Regions from separate parts of the Gossypium hirsutum genome. Here all the other regions are linked to region 1. The links are chromatin contacts, called in public Hi-C maps. All regions are on one chromosome and are shown on one strand. The core of a region is the stretch at or near the end of the contact, and the rest is flanking DNA. Distances in the headings are between cores, read along the strand shown. Region 1 holds the start of LOC107921508. Region 2 overlaps LOC107921512 (ferredoxin-dependent glutamate synthase, chloroplastic). Region 3 holds the start of LOC107921109 (BTB/POZ domain and ankyrin repeat-containing protein NOOT2).

Region 1 (4,128 bases), core at 809-3,308:
TAGTTGACAATTCAATCATTTATTCAATTCCAATCAAAATTTCTATCAAATAAATCCCTACTTTAACAATTTATTCAACATGAACCATGCTTAAAAACCTATAAACTTCCAAAACCTCAACTTATTTTTAACAAAACTTTGTTTTAAAACTTCTAAAACATCTAAATTAAAAGAAAAGGACTTGATTAAACTTACCTTTAAAGCTTAAAAACCTTAAACACTAATTTTTCCTTTCTTTCTCTTTTTCTTTTTCTTTCTTTCTTTCTCCCATGTTTCTTCTCTGTTTCTCTCCGTCTATTCTGTTTCTTTCTTTTCTTTTGCTTTGTTTTATTTTACTTTATGTTTAGTTAATTAATTATAAGTATTACAAATGTATGTATTTTATTAATACACTTGTACTAAATCATCACCATACATTTTTCTTTATTTATTTATTTTATAATATATTAATAACTAATAAATATCTTTTGCTTATTGTTTAAGAAAATATACAAATATATTACAAGTGTATTTTTATGTATTTTACACGTGTTTATTATCACTACCATACACTTGTCACTATTTTAACATTTCACAATATGTAAAAATAATAATAATAATTATTATTATTTAATTATTTATCTAATAAATATCTTTAAAATAATAAGTATCTATTTAATATACAAATAAAAATATATTACAATGGTATATATTTATGTTTTACACATGTATTATTTAATCATCATTCATTTGGCACAAATACAATATCATGATAATAATAATATAAAACCATAATAATGGTCAATAATTATAATAATTATATACATGTAATATTTATATATAACTTAAATAAATCTTGGATTTTAATGCATGTATGCCGCCTCATTTTATATAAATGGCTTAATTGCCATTTTAGCCCTTTTTACTTTCTTTTAATCTATAATTAGACTTTCATTCTTTATTCAATTTGATCATTTTTCCTAATTATTCTTAATTAGACTAAATTCACCTAATTAATACGTAATTAAGCACTAAACTAAACTCATAATTACTTCTAATAATTATTTATGACTCAGTTTACTAAGACGGGGGCCCGATAATGTACTTTTCCGGTATCCTCTTTTATGCACGTTTAGTTACTATTTTATGCACAATTTCTCTATTCACGTTCATCATTTCCACATCACTATCACATTCACACTTGATGCACTTACAAGTGCCACTACAATGCTCAATGAGCCACAATCATTTTAGTTCACATAGATGTGCATTAAACCAGTAAACCACTTATCATATACTGATATTTTCACTTATTACTTGCTATATTATCACATCTCATATCCAATCACACATCACATGAACACCATTTTTCAAAATGAGGCAAAGGTATAAAAACACTTACATTTGGAACTTAGGATATGTGTTTAGGCTAACCTAAGCTCCCAATTAACTCAATGAATCATGCGTACAAATAATTGGTCCTCTTCTTCTTTAACTGCAACATGTGCTCCATCTTGCTATTGATTTCTTGTTTCCTTGAAGAACCTCTAATGTGCCCCATCAAGTTGCACCTTCTACAGTTCACATCTGGCCTTCTTCAACACCTAAAATAGAGATGGTTTTGCTTTCCACAATACTTATATGAAGAGTACTTGTTGGAATTTCCAACACCACTACCTTTTGTAGTAACTTCTGAACCACTATTGCCACTACTCTTCTTCCTATTCCACTTATGGTCCTTTCCTCCTTCACCCTACTGCATCTTAGCCTTTAATGCTCCTTCTATGCTTCCTTCCTGCCTTAATAGCCTCCTCTGCTCCTTTGCTTGTAAAGTACTGATCAACTCCACTACACTCAGCTGAGTCAAGTCTTTGGTGTTTTCCAAAGAAGAAATTGTTGCTTCATACTTCTCAGGCACAAAAACTAGTTTTTTTTGCACTAGTCTACGATCAGAGAGATTCGTCTTAAGAACCATTACCTTGTTAGCAATATCTATCAGCTTGTCTAAGTATTCTTTGATTGACTCAGACTCCTTCATCTGCAGCCTCTCGAATTCTCTGATCAAGTTCAAAAGCTCCATGCTCTTAATCCTCTCATCTCCTTAATACTTAGCCTTGGGGTAGTCTCATATCTCCTCTGTTGATCCAAAAGCCATAAATCTATTGAATATGGTTGGTGAAATAGTAGCTTAAAAGCAAGCGTTTTCTTTTGCCTTTCCTTCTTGGTGGTTCTCTCGTTATGCAGTTTAATCTGGTTCATAGTTCGATTGTTGAGAAGTAGAGTCACCTCATAGTCTTCCTCAACAACTTTCCAATAATCACAACCCTTCATGTATGCTTGCATTCTCATAGCCCATGTTTGATAATTCTCTCCATCAAACACAAGTAGGGCTAGAATAGACAGGTTGCTTGATCCTAATTCCATTTTTCTCAATTCCTCACAAGTGTATCTCTTAGTTTTTCTCTCATGATTCTCACAGGGCTTCTCTCATAGGTCCCTCAAGAAAAAAGGTTATTGATACCACCATTGTTTCAGCAAAGAGCTAACTGAAGGCATAAAAACTGAAAATGGAGAAGGATGATCAAAATTCATTAACCAAGCAATGCTTATATACATGACTCAAGCTAACAAACTCTAACAAACCTAGCCCCCTACTTTTACTAAAAAGCTTACAATCTCCCTAGTACTTTGACAAAGACTTTCTTAATGAAAAAGAAAGACTTTGCAACCCTTGAGACACTAACATAATCATATTTACCACCTTGCATGTCCAACTTCTCCAATTTTCTACAAACACAACCCCCTAAATGTGGGTATTGGTGCTTTGGAACGCTTTCTAAAATATTTTAGTGTATGAATGATACATTAAAATATTTTAATGTATGTTATTTTTTAAGTGTATTAGAACTTAATTGCTTTGTATAAAATATTTTAATTTTGCTATCTATGAATTATATAGTATATATTATATATATGTGAAATTATATATGATTGGATTGTATTATTAAAAAATACCAATTTTTAATAAATTTTAAAAATTTAGATGTGTTTATTAAGGGAATGCTACTAGCAACCTCGTTTTGCGGCGTTTGGAAGAAAGAATGCCATAAAAAGCTTGGAAGTCATGACTTTATCCACTAACCAGGTGGATTTGCTCCTTTATGTTGTCGTGACATTGCTTCCTTCAAGTCGTAGTGCTTGCCATTTATTTCTCCATAATTTTCATTTAACATCCTTCTTAACTTACACAATAATTGCAACATATTAAAAATAAAGAAAAATGCATTAAGTTGATTGAGCGCTAATTCAATTGACATCAATGCTATTGCGATAATAAGGAAGATGTGAGCTTGAGCGTTTACACTTTTCCTTTTATTTAAGGATTTAGAGGGTTAAGAATAGAAAATTGCATTGTATAAAAAGAAAGAAAGAAATGAATGAATTGAAATGATGAAAATTAACAAATAAATACCTAAATTCTAAAACATGCAAAATAACACTAGAAAACTAGTAATATTTCTCTAAAACAAAGATTGACACAAAGGTGAAAGTGTGCTAAAATATAAAACAAATATACAATCATCAGAATCCGACGTGGGTTCAAGTGTAATAAGTGAGGAACCAAGTGTCCTTGCATCTAATGTCCCATTGTCCCTTAGTCTTACTCTTATAGTGAAGTAAAAGTGTTGGGCCTTCGCCACATTTGTTGAGGGCCCTTCGATTGTTCTTAAAGGGTCTCAGTCTCCCAGTCTTCCTGGATTCTAACATGCAAATTTAATTTAAGAGCTAAATTTAAGACAACTCTAGGCAAGTCGTTCTCTAGAAGGAAAAATTTGCCCATTCGGGCTTGTCCTCCCTAACTTTTGGCAATTGCTTTAATAAAGCACAAAGTGCTTTTTATGCCCCAAAAAGGAAGTTAATTACATATCACCTTTTAGTGTTAAAGCAAGATAATGACAAAAGTTTTAGAAAGTAAATAAGCAAGTGGAAACATGAATAGATAATAGAGTTTGCTACAAGCTTTTGAAACATTTTTCTTTTAACTTCATTATTATATGAAACTAGTGTGCATTCACTGCAAATTTAACAAGTTTCATCTTCAAGAGGTTAATTTAAAACTTTATTTTAGAAAAAAAACATTAACTTATT
Region 2 (4,128 bases), core at 1,133-3,632, 170 kb before region 1:
ATGGCTGGAGGTGAGTTGGTAGTAACCCTGTAGAGAATCCTGGGTTTTGCCCTGAGGATGCAACTATTGTAGGAAATACATGTTTGTATGGAGCAACAGGTGGACAAATCTTTGTTAGAGGGAAGGCTGGAGAGCGCTTTGCTGTGAGAAACTCACTTGCCCAAGCAGTGGTTGAAGGCACTGGTGACCATTGCTGCGAGTACATGACTGGTGGTTGTGTGGTTGTACTTGGAAAGTGAGTAATGGTTTATTTTTTGTACTGGTTGTCACTAAGCTACTTGATGTAATCCAATTAGCCCCACCCCCCCCCCCCAAAAAAAAAGAAAAAAAAATTGATGTAATTCTTTGAATGTTGCATTTATTTTTGACAGAGTGGGGAGAAATGTTGCTGCTGGAATGACTGGAGGTTTAGCATACATGCTTGATGAGGATGATACTCTAATGCCCAAGGTTTGAGCAGAAGTGGCCCATCTTCCTCTCTTATATCCTGGCTTCTTAATTTATTATACATTGGAAAGTATTTAACAATCTTGCATCCTTGAATATAATTTCTAGAAATGCTGTGGTTAATTAGTGATGAGACCTCTCTGCTGCCATAGGAAATGATTCTTCACTAATTGCATGCCATCAGTCATCAGTTGTGTCCCATTTCTTCAGCTGCTCTGAAACAGAATGTGGTCACATGAGACACGCACAAAGTTTATAAAATATTTTAATGCTTTAGCCTTTTCTCCCCTTTCTTTCTACTTCAATTCACCTTATTATTACTGATATATTTTTTCTTAGATTCTAAACTTTGGAATACTTCCTTTTCCCCCACACTCTACTAAAAGAAGAAGAAAAATATCCTTTTGAACATCAATTTCCTCTAGTTTAGAGGTTTCCAATTGTTAGCCAAAGCATTAGATTCATAGATTTTGCAATGAAGGCCTCTTGCACATTTCCAGTCTGCTTGCTTCACTTTTGACAATTGTAGCACATAAGTATAATCTATAGGGATGCAAGTCAGTGAAAGTAATGTTTTTGTTCTGGTTCTTCTAATTGATCAAATATCTATGAGAAAAATATATCATACTATTACCATTTGCTTTCCATCAATATTCCTTCAGATTCACATCTTTACAATTTTATAAATGTTTGATCAGGTAAATAAGGAAATTGTGAAGATCCAAAGAGTAACTGCCCCTGTTGGACAGATGCAGCTTAAGAGCCTTATCGAGGCCCATGTTGTAAGTTCACCTTGAATTGTCCAACAATCATAATGAACCAGCACAATGAACACTTTGACTTGTCACATATTTCTTAGGTTAAGAGCCACTGCTTGCTGACAAGTGGGCAGTGGCAGAGCCACTTAAGACTGTGGTCTGGCTAAGTTTTAGTATTCTCTTATGTACATGGTGAATTTAGTTTAGGCTCTTCAAATGGTACATGAAAACTAATCTGCCCCCCTCAAAAATCTAAACCTCGAGTATAAAATGCTGTTAAAATTTATAGGAATTTCTTTTATATGAAGTAATATTTTAAAAATTCAAGATTCCCAAAAGATTAAATATTGAAATCGTGATGATTAACAGTTTTTTTGTATAGTATATTCTTCAAACAAAATCTGTTCCTACTAATGTTAAGTGATTTGTCCATTAGCAAATAGTTGTCACAAACACATCAATAATACCTTTCTTTTATATGCTGAATTGTGATGTATATATATATATATGCACACATGTATATTCTATTCTTTTGTTTCAAAATTCGTATTAGATTTTCCAAACGAAAATGAAGTCTTGAATACACTAGGCTATAAATCAGTAATATGAATATAGAAATATATAGTCATTTATTATGATTTTTGCTAATTGTAATTTTATCCCCTGCTGCTTCTTATATTACGGAAAACACTTTGATTTTCTTTATTTTCTGAGTGAATTAATCAAGGACATTCTCTTTTTCAATTTGAAGACTACGATTATAATATCAATACTATCTCATGTAATGATTATTGCCATTAACTTTAAAAACTACTTTTACAAATGTCGGATTTTCTATTGCGGTATAAGTTCTTTATGTGCTTTGCCTTTATTTTCTTGAACAATGTCCTTACTTTAAATCTTCATGGTGAAGGAAAAAACTGGGAGTGCCAAAGGCTCTATGATTTTGCTTGAATGGGACAAGTACCTATCACTGTTCTGGCAGCTGGTTCCACCTAGTGAAGAAGATACCCCGGAGGCTTGTGCTGAGTATCAGAGCACAGCTTCGGAGAAGGTGACGTTGCAGTCAGCCTGAGTTAATGATCAGACCATATGTTCTCTTAGAGCATTATTCTTGCCCCACACTGTACAGATCAACCAAAAGGGGATTGTTGTGGGCGTCGTGAATGAATGCTATCTTGCTTGTGGGAGTTCAGTGCGGGGAGAGGAAGAACTTCGGTAGTATATGGTGTCAGCATTTGGTCTTTGTCAATCCATCCGAAAGCATTCAACCTCCAGGTGTTATAGCAGTTATGTAGTCATCATGCTTGAAAGTTGTAGATTCAGATTAGTTTAGTTTAGTTTAGTTTTCATAATATTGTCCAAGGTTTATTTGGGTGGCACGCTACTCGCTGCCCTTTTTCCATCCAATTGAACTTGGTTTGTTCTACGCTCGTATTCAGTGCCATTACTTATCGTACTTTGGGTCAAAGTGTATTTTTTATCTTCACTATTCTGTCAGCCAACTGAAAATAAAAGCCTTGCGATGCCAATTTGTCTGAATACTAGTTTCACAGAGCCCAAATGGACGAGGACATGACTATCTTGTATGGCAATTATCCTACTACCATGATATGCTAATTGTGCATCCATCTTATAAAAATAAGTGCAAAACAGGTCAAAATGGAATCTGTTGGTTTGAAGAGCTTCCATTTAAGGGTATTTTGGCTTGGCTTTAGATAATGTGTATTATATTAGTTTATCAGTAATCAAACTGACTTAATAAAAAAGGTCCATTTGAAAGGATTAGACTTGGACAAGATGAAGGGGCAACCACTTGGATGAGTTTACATAGTATTTGAGAGCTTTAAATGTAAAAAAAATGATGAGACCTAGAACCAAGGGAGCTGCTGTAAATGTTTTCCTGATTAGAGCTGTGAGGATAACGTCGGAGTTTGTCACTTCAACCAAAGACATTTTAGCAATTAAGTTGTAAGTTAGGATTCATTAATTGAGTTGCTGCTGCCATCTTTTTTATGGATCAAATGCCCTTTTAAGGTATAAGGATGAAATTGAAATGATAGATTAGTGTTCCCACGCCCCTTTTGGTTGAGTAACGAACAAAGATAATCATAGGATTCTAACCAACTCTCTAAAATATGAACCTAGCAAATTAGAGTGTTAAAAGTTGCAAGCTTGATGTTGAGTTGCTGCAAATCTTTGAAGCTCAAACAATAATTGAATCTTGAAAGAAAAACTCTCTTGAGTAATTTTATTAATAATAAAAAAACAAAAACAAAGGTACATATCCTAATGGCGATCATGCCTTCCTATATATAGTTTAAAATTGGCTTGCAAGTTAAGAAACTCTAAACCTCTTAAGATTTAGTCAACTATCTTACAATGCATGCAAGCTAATTCTTCTAAGACCTACTCAAACTACTTGACATGCAAGTATGTAGCATTTGCAAATATTTTTATTGATTTGTATCAGCCACTTGCTTGCCAAGTAATCAATTATTTAACTCTAAGAAATAAAAAAAGTAAAATAAATAGACTTACTTGGAGTGTAATTTTCGGGCATGTGCAATGCCTTTTACTAGAAATGAGGGTTAAACTTATTACAAAATTCTCCAAAGTTACTTGATAAATAATAAAATTGCTAGCTTCCTTCGACGGGAATGGGAGGTGCAGGTAACACGAAGGGAATCGGCTAGATGCAATAGCGGTTATGGCACTTGGGAACCATTATGGGATTCTTGTCTTTCCACAAGCTCCTATGGATGTGCTACAATTGCTACAAGATTATGAGAGTGGTTTAGAGAGGATGAGAAGGGTCTCTGTTTAGTTTAAGTTCTCTTCAATACAAAAAAGAGTCTTACTTGACACATACTTGAGTCTGCTCTCCAAGTTTCTAGAGATTTGAAGATGATTCTAGAACTTC
Region 3 (4,128 bases), core at 592-3,091, 130 kb before region 1:
TATGGGCAGATGTTTGGCGAGAACTTCTGGTGGTAGACCTGATTTGGCCACTAGGTGGGAACAAGTAGTCCAAAGTTGGTGCATGTCTTGCTTTCTTGAAGCTATTAGTACTTTCATAACATCTTCAATTGAGGCCTTCTCCACCATACTGGCCAATTGTTTCTGTGAAACGAAGAGAACAAAGAGCGTCAGCTTTGGTAAATGGAAATGAAAAGAGTCTTCGTTCCCATTGGTTGAAGCTAAACAAAGCGATGGGTGTTTGGGAAAGATTTTATGTGCTTACGAGGGAAGCCATTACCAGATATTATCAAGATCTAGATTTAGAAAGCCTTTGGTGCGGAGCATTTAGATGGAAGAAACCCAATTCAAGAAAACCAGAAAATATGATTATACATGACATGTAAATAAACCCTTTTCTTTCTGGGTTATTTGACAATGAATATCGTTTGAACAACATTTCTTTTTACTCGCAAGAAAATAGTAAATCTTTTCAACATCAACTGTAGCCTGTAGAAGGAGAAGTCCAGATGACCGATGAAGAAAAACAGTGAAAGAAAACTGAAGCAATTAATGGTAGAATCAGGCGCTGTAGGAGAAAACTGCAGAAAAAATAACGAAAAAAAATACTAAAAATTCCGTGTTTTTGCAGAAAAGAGAGTTCCTAAATGAACTGAGAGGATAAAATCCAACTACTTTACAAACATGGAAATGAGGATCGGAAATATGTAGAACAAAAAGGTGTTTAGTTAATCGTTAAAAGAAAAAGAAACCCGGTTTGATAATGATGATCATCATCTTCATGTTAATAAGATTACAAAAAAATCCCTTCAATAAAAAAAGATTAAATTACACTTCCCAAAAACCAAGCCTAGTTATTGTCTGGGTACCCAAAAACCCAAAACACAAAGAGTAACAAGACTCCACACACACAAGAATCAAGAATCAGACAGCAGAAAAAGAGAGAGAAGGAAAGTAGTTTGTGAGGGTATGTTGATGATGATTGATGACGAAGAGAGGGAAGGGAAGGGAAGGGAAGGGAAGGGAAGGGAAACCTGAGTAAGCAATGCAAGCTGTTCAACACCAAAGTATCTAGCGGCAGCAAGAGTGTCAAGCGCAAGATCAACGGCAGAGGTGCAATGTGTATGCCAACACGCTCTTTCACTACAATTAGGCCTTGCCTCATGCTTTTGAGGCACAATAGAGACCTGGCCACTATACAAGAACTGTAACAATAGCAAGAACACTTCATATCCCACTGAGTTCACGGGTATAACACCGGGCCTAGACCCTGCTGTTGATCCGCCTCCTCGGTTCATCCTCGAACCAACCGGGTCTAAACCAGCTGGAGGATCAGGTCCGCAGAAGAATTTCCTAAAGAAGAGACTCCTTGCAGCTAAAATACACCTGTGGGCATGAACTAACCGACCCTCTACACTGAAAGTTACATCAGAGAAAGCTTGGCCATTGATGAGGAGGTTGAGGTAGTCGAGGGAGAGAGATCTTAAAGACTCGTCAAGGCTACTCATTTTAGGGTTGTTTTCCCAGAGGAATACAAATAGAAAAATCTTCTCTTCTTGGATAAACAAGTGTGTTGTTGAATCAAGTACACGAAGAAGAAGAAGAAGAAGAAGAAGAAGAAGTTAGAGAAATAAGTAGGGATTTAGATGATGGTTTCATTTGAAAGAAACGGAGGTTACTGTAATTGGTTTTTGTATTGAGAGATTCTTTCCTCTCGATGAAGTGGTGTGGGTTTTTGTCGATAGAGATATATTTTTTTTGATAGACAGAGAAAAGAGAAAACTTTAGAGATAGAAAGAGGGAGAGAGAGAGCAACATGGGTGGCTGTTTGGGGCGGCTGAGCTATTTAAAATACACAATTTATTTATTGGAAAATTAAAAGAACAAAAAGAAACTATTTGTTTTTTGTTTATACTATTAAAAATAATACATGGGGGTAGGGTAGGATGCTGGAGAAATGATGATGGGAATGGGATACATGGAAAAACTTTGTTACAATTGTCCTCATCATTACCTCGTGTTTTACTATTATAATTTTACTCAACTTACCTATTAGCAGCATTTATGTTCTCTACCAAACCAACTAAATTAATCTTATTTTGCTCTCAAACAAATCAAGCTTAATTTAAGAGTATTTCAACTAACTAAACTAACCTAGTTTATAATATATTTAGGTAAATTAAAAAAATTATTTTTTTACGTTTTAGTCATTTACGTTATCATTTTGTTACAAAGTGGTCACTTTGCCATTAAGCTTCGCTACCTCCCTAACGACAATCCTACGTGGCAGTCTAAATAGGTTTTAAATGCCAATTTGGATGTCCAATTGAGACGAGAATAGATTTTTAAATTTAATTAATTAAAAAATTTAAATTAAGTACACCTTGAACTGGAAAAAAAATCATTCTTCTTTTTCTTTTAGTTTTCTTTTCCATTTTGATTGAAAAAACTATTCACATCCCAGTTGGGCATCTAAGTTGGCATTTAAAACCCATTTGAACTGTCACGTAAGATTGTCGTTAAAGAGGTAATGAAACTTAACGGAAAATGACTACTTCATAACAAAACGATAACGTAAGTGACTAAAATATAATGTGAGACAAACAAAAATGACTAATTTTATAACTTATCCAAAATATTTATGTCAAATGGAATCTAATCTTCCTTTATAAATCTTTCTTATCCGTTTCAACTCTCTCATCATGTTTGAATACGTATATACATCCATATATATAATAAAATAATAAATAATGTAATTTGAAAAAATATTGGGAAAAAAAATGCCAACTCTCGTTTGAGAGTTGAGCCTTCAACTTGTATTTAGGTAAAACTTCTAACAATGCTTCTTCTATATATATAAAAGAAATTATTTTCAAATACTCTGTTTTTTTTATAATCATATATGTTTTTATTCGTTTTACGCACGAAATATAATTTTATTTGGGCCGAAAGTGATATTCAAAAATTTCAAAAAATTTAAATTAAAATACTGAAAATAAATTTAGTGGTTAAAAATTAGTTAATTCATTTATAAACAAAAGCAATAATATAAATTTAACCTTTTTTTCAACCTATAACACATAATATTAATTTATAAACAAAAATATAAATTTATTTTGAAGGACAAACTTTAATGTAAAATACAAATACATAAATCTATGTATACCTAATAAATTACCAAACATTTCAAAGGTCAAAGCTACGTTGGCTCCATATTGTCTCCCCTTTTAACATAACCCTATGCAACCACCAATAAGGGTGTAATGGCATTGTACCAAAAGAAAGAAAGAAAGAAAAAAACCATGTAGCCTCAATTCACTTCATCTTCTACCGGAGATGTCCCATTTACAAGTACATATGCAACCTTGATCTTTTTAGCTTACCTTCTAGAGGAGCAATCTCAACTTAAAGGATATTTTCATTGTTTTTAATTTATTCCTAATGTTACTAAGTTGAGCTTTGGTTTGCTTATATGATGTAAAGGTCTAGGCCTATATTATAAAAGAAGGTTAATCCTTTGTTTTCATCTAAAAGATTTTCAATAATCTTTTAGAAAAAAAGGTTTGGAAATTACTTCAATTACAGTTAACATTTGTATTTTTTTTCTAGTATGTGAATTCTTTTTGTTGTACTGCTTATTGTGTATGTTAGGTCGAACAATACTAAGAGATAGTAAATCGAGATTTTGAAAATTTTTTTACAAACTTTCTAAATTAAAAAAAAAAGAAGGAGAGAGAATAGTTTGAACACTTGAATTTATAATAGTTTAGCTTCAGTTATTTACCTCCACTACCTTATTATACTTCTACTAAAGATTTTTCAATTTACAAGACTAATATAGAACCTTCCCTTAGTTTTTATGGGTTAACTAAAACCCTCTAGCTTTTACACTTCAACTAGTACCTTTTAAATCTCTTTTAAGGTTTTCTATCTCAAAACCTTAAGTACACTCTTTAATTACAAAAAGAAAGAGCAAACAATTAATCAACCTTTAATAAATGTATTTTTGCAAATTTGAGTTCTAAATATAAAAAAATAAAAGTGATGAAAGATATTACAATAATCTCTTAAAAAAATATGTACAAGAGAAATGAAGATATGAAGTTACTT

Evidence for each region. A called contact is a pair of places that touch in the nucleus more often than the background predicts.
Region 2: a contact with region 1 is called in a Hi-C map of leaf, with 2.9 times the contacts expected there. The contact joins the enhancer-like site here to the promoter of LOC107921508 in region 1. A contact is called at or near these places in 17 of 34 Hi-C or Micro-C datasets (anther, callus, fibers and 4 more).
Region 3: a contact with region 1 is called in a Hi-C map of hypocotyl, with 2.4 times the contacts expected there. The contact joins the promoter of LOC107921109 here to the promoter of LOC107921508 in region 1. A contact is called at or near these places in 13 of 34 Hi-C or Micro-C datasets (anther, callus, hypocotyl and 3 more).

What each region holds. Positions count from the first base shown.
Region 1 is chrD01:60,667,828-60,671,955 of Gossypium_hirsutum_v2.1, forward strand. LOC107921508 reads right to left here and starts at 2,059. Exons shown (of 1, transcript XM_016851353.1): 1 at 1,733-2,059. The coding sequence starts at 2,059. The coding sequence ends at 1,733.
Region 2 is chrD01:60,496,374-60,500,501 of Gossypium_hirsutum_v2.1, forward strand. It overlaps LOC107921512 (ferredoxin-dependent glutamate synthase, chloroplastic), which reads left to right. Exons shown (of 34, transcript XM_041087544.1): 30 at 1-22; 31 at 25-235; 32 at 372-450; 33 at 1,146-1,229; 34 at 2,119-2,747. The coding sequence ends at 2,280. Among protein-coding and RNA genes, the nearest start is that of LOC107921512, 32 kb to the left of the region's middle. Within about 2 kb of position 2,383, at least 2 of the 9 cell types and tissues checked have an H3K27ac peak or open chromatin away from gene starts, as enhancers often do. A contact at or near this core is called in leaf, where this site is marked.
Region 3 is chrD01:60,535,722-60,539,849 of Gossypium_hirsutum_v2.1, forward strand. LOC107921109 (BTB/POZ domain and ankyrin repeat-containing protein NOOT2) reads right to left here and starts at 1,842. Exons shown (of 2, transcript XM_016850981.2): 1 at 1,053-1,842; 2 at 1-162. The coding sequence starts at 1,526.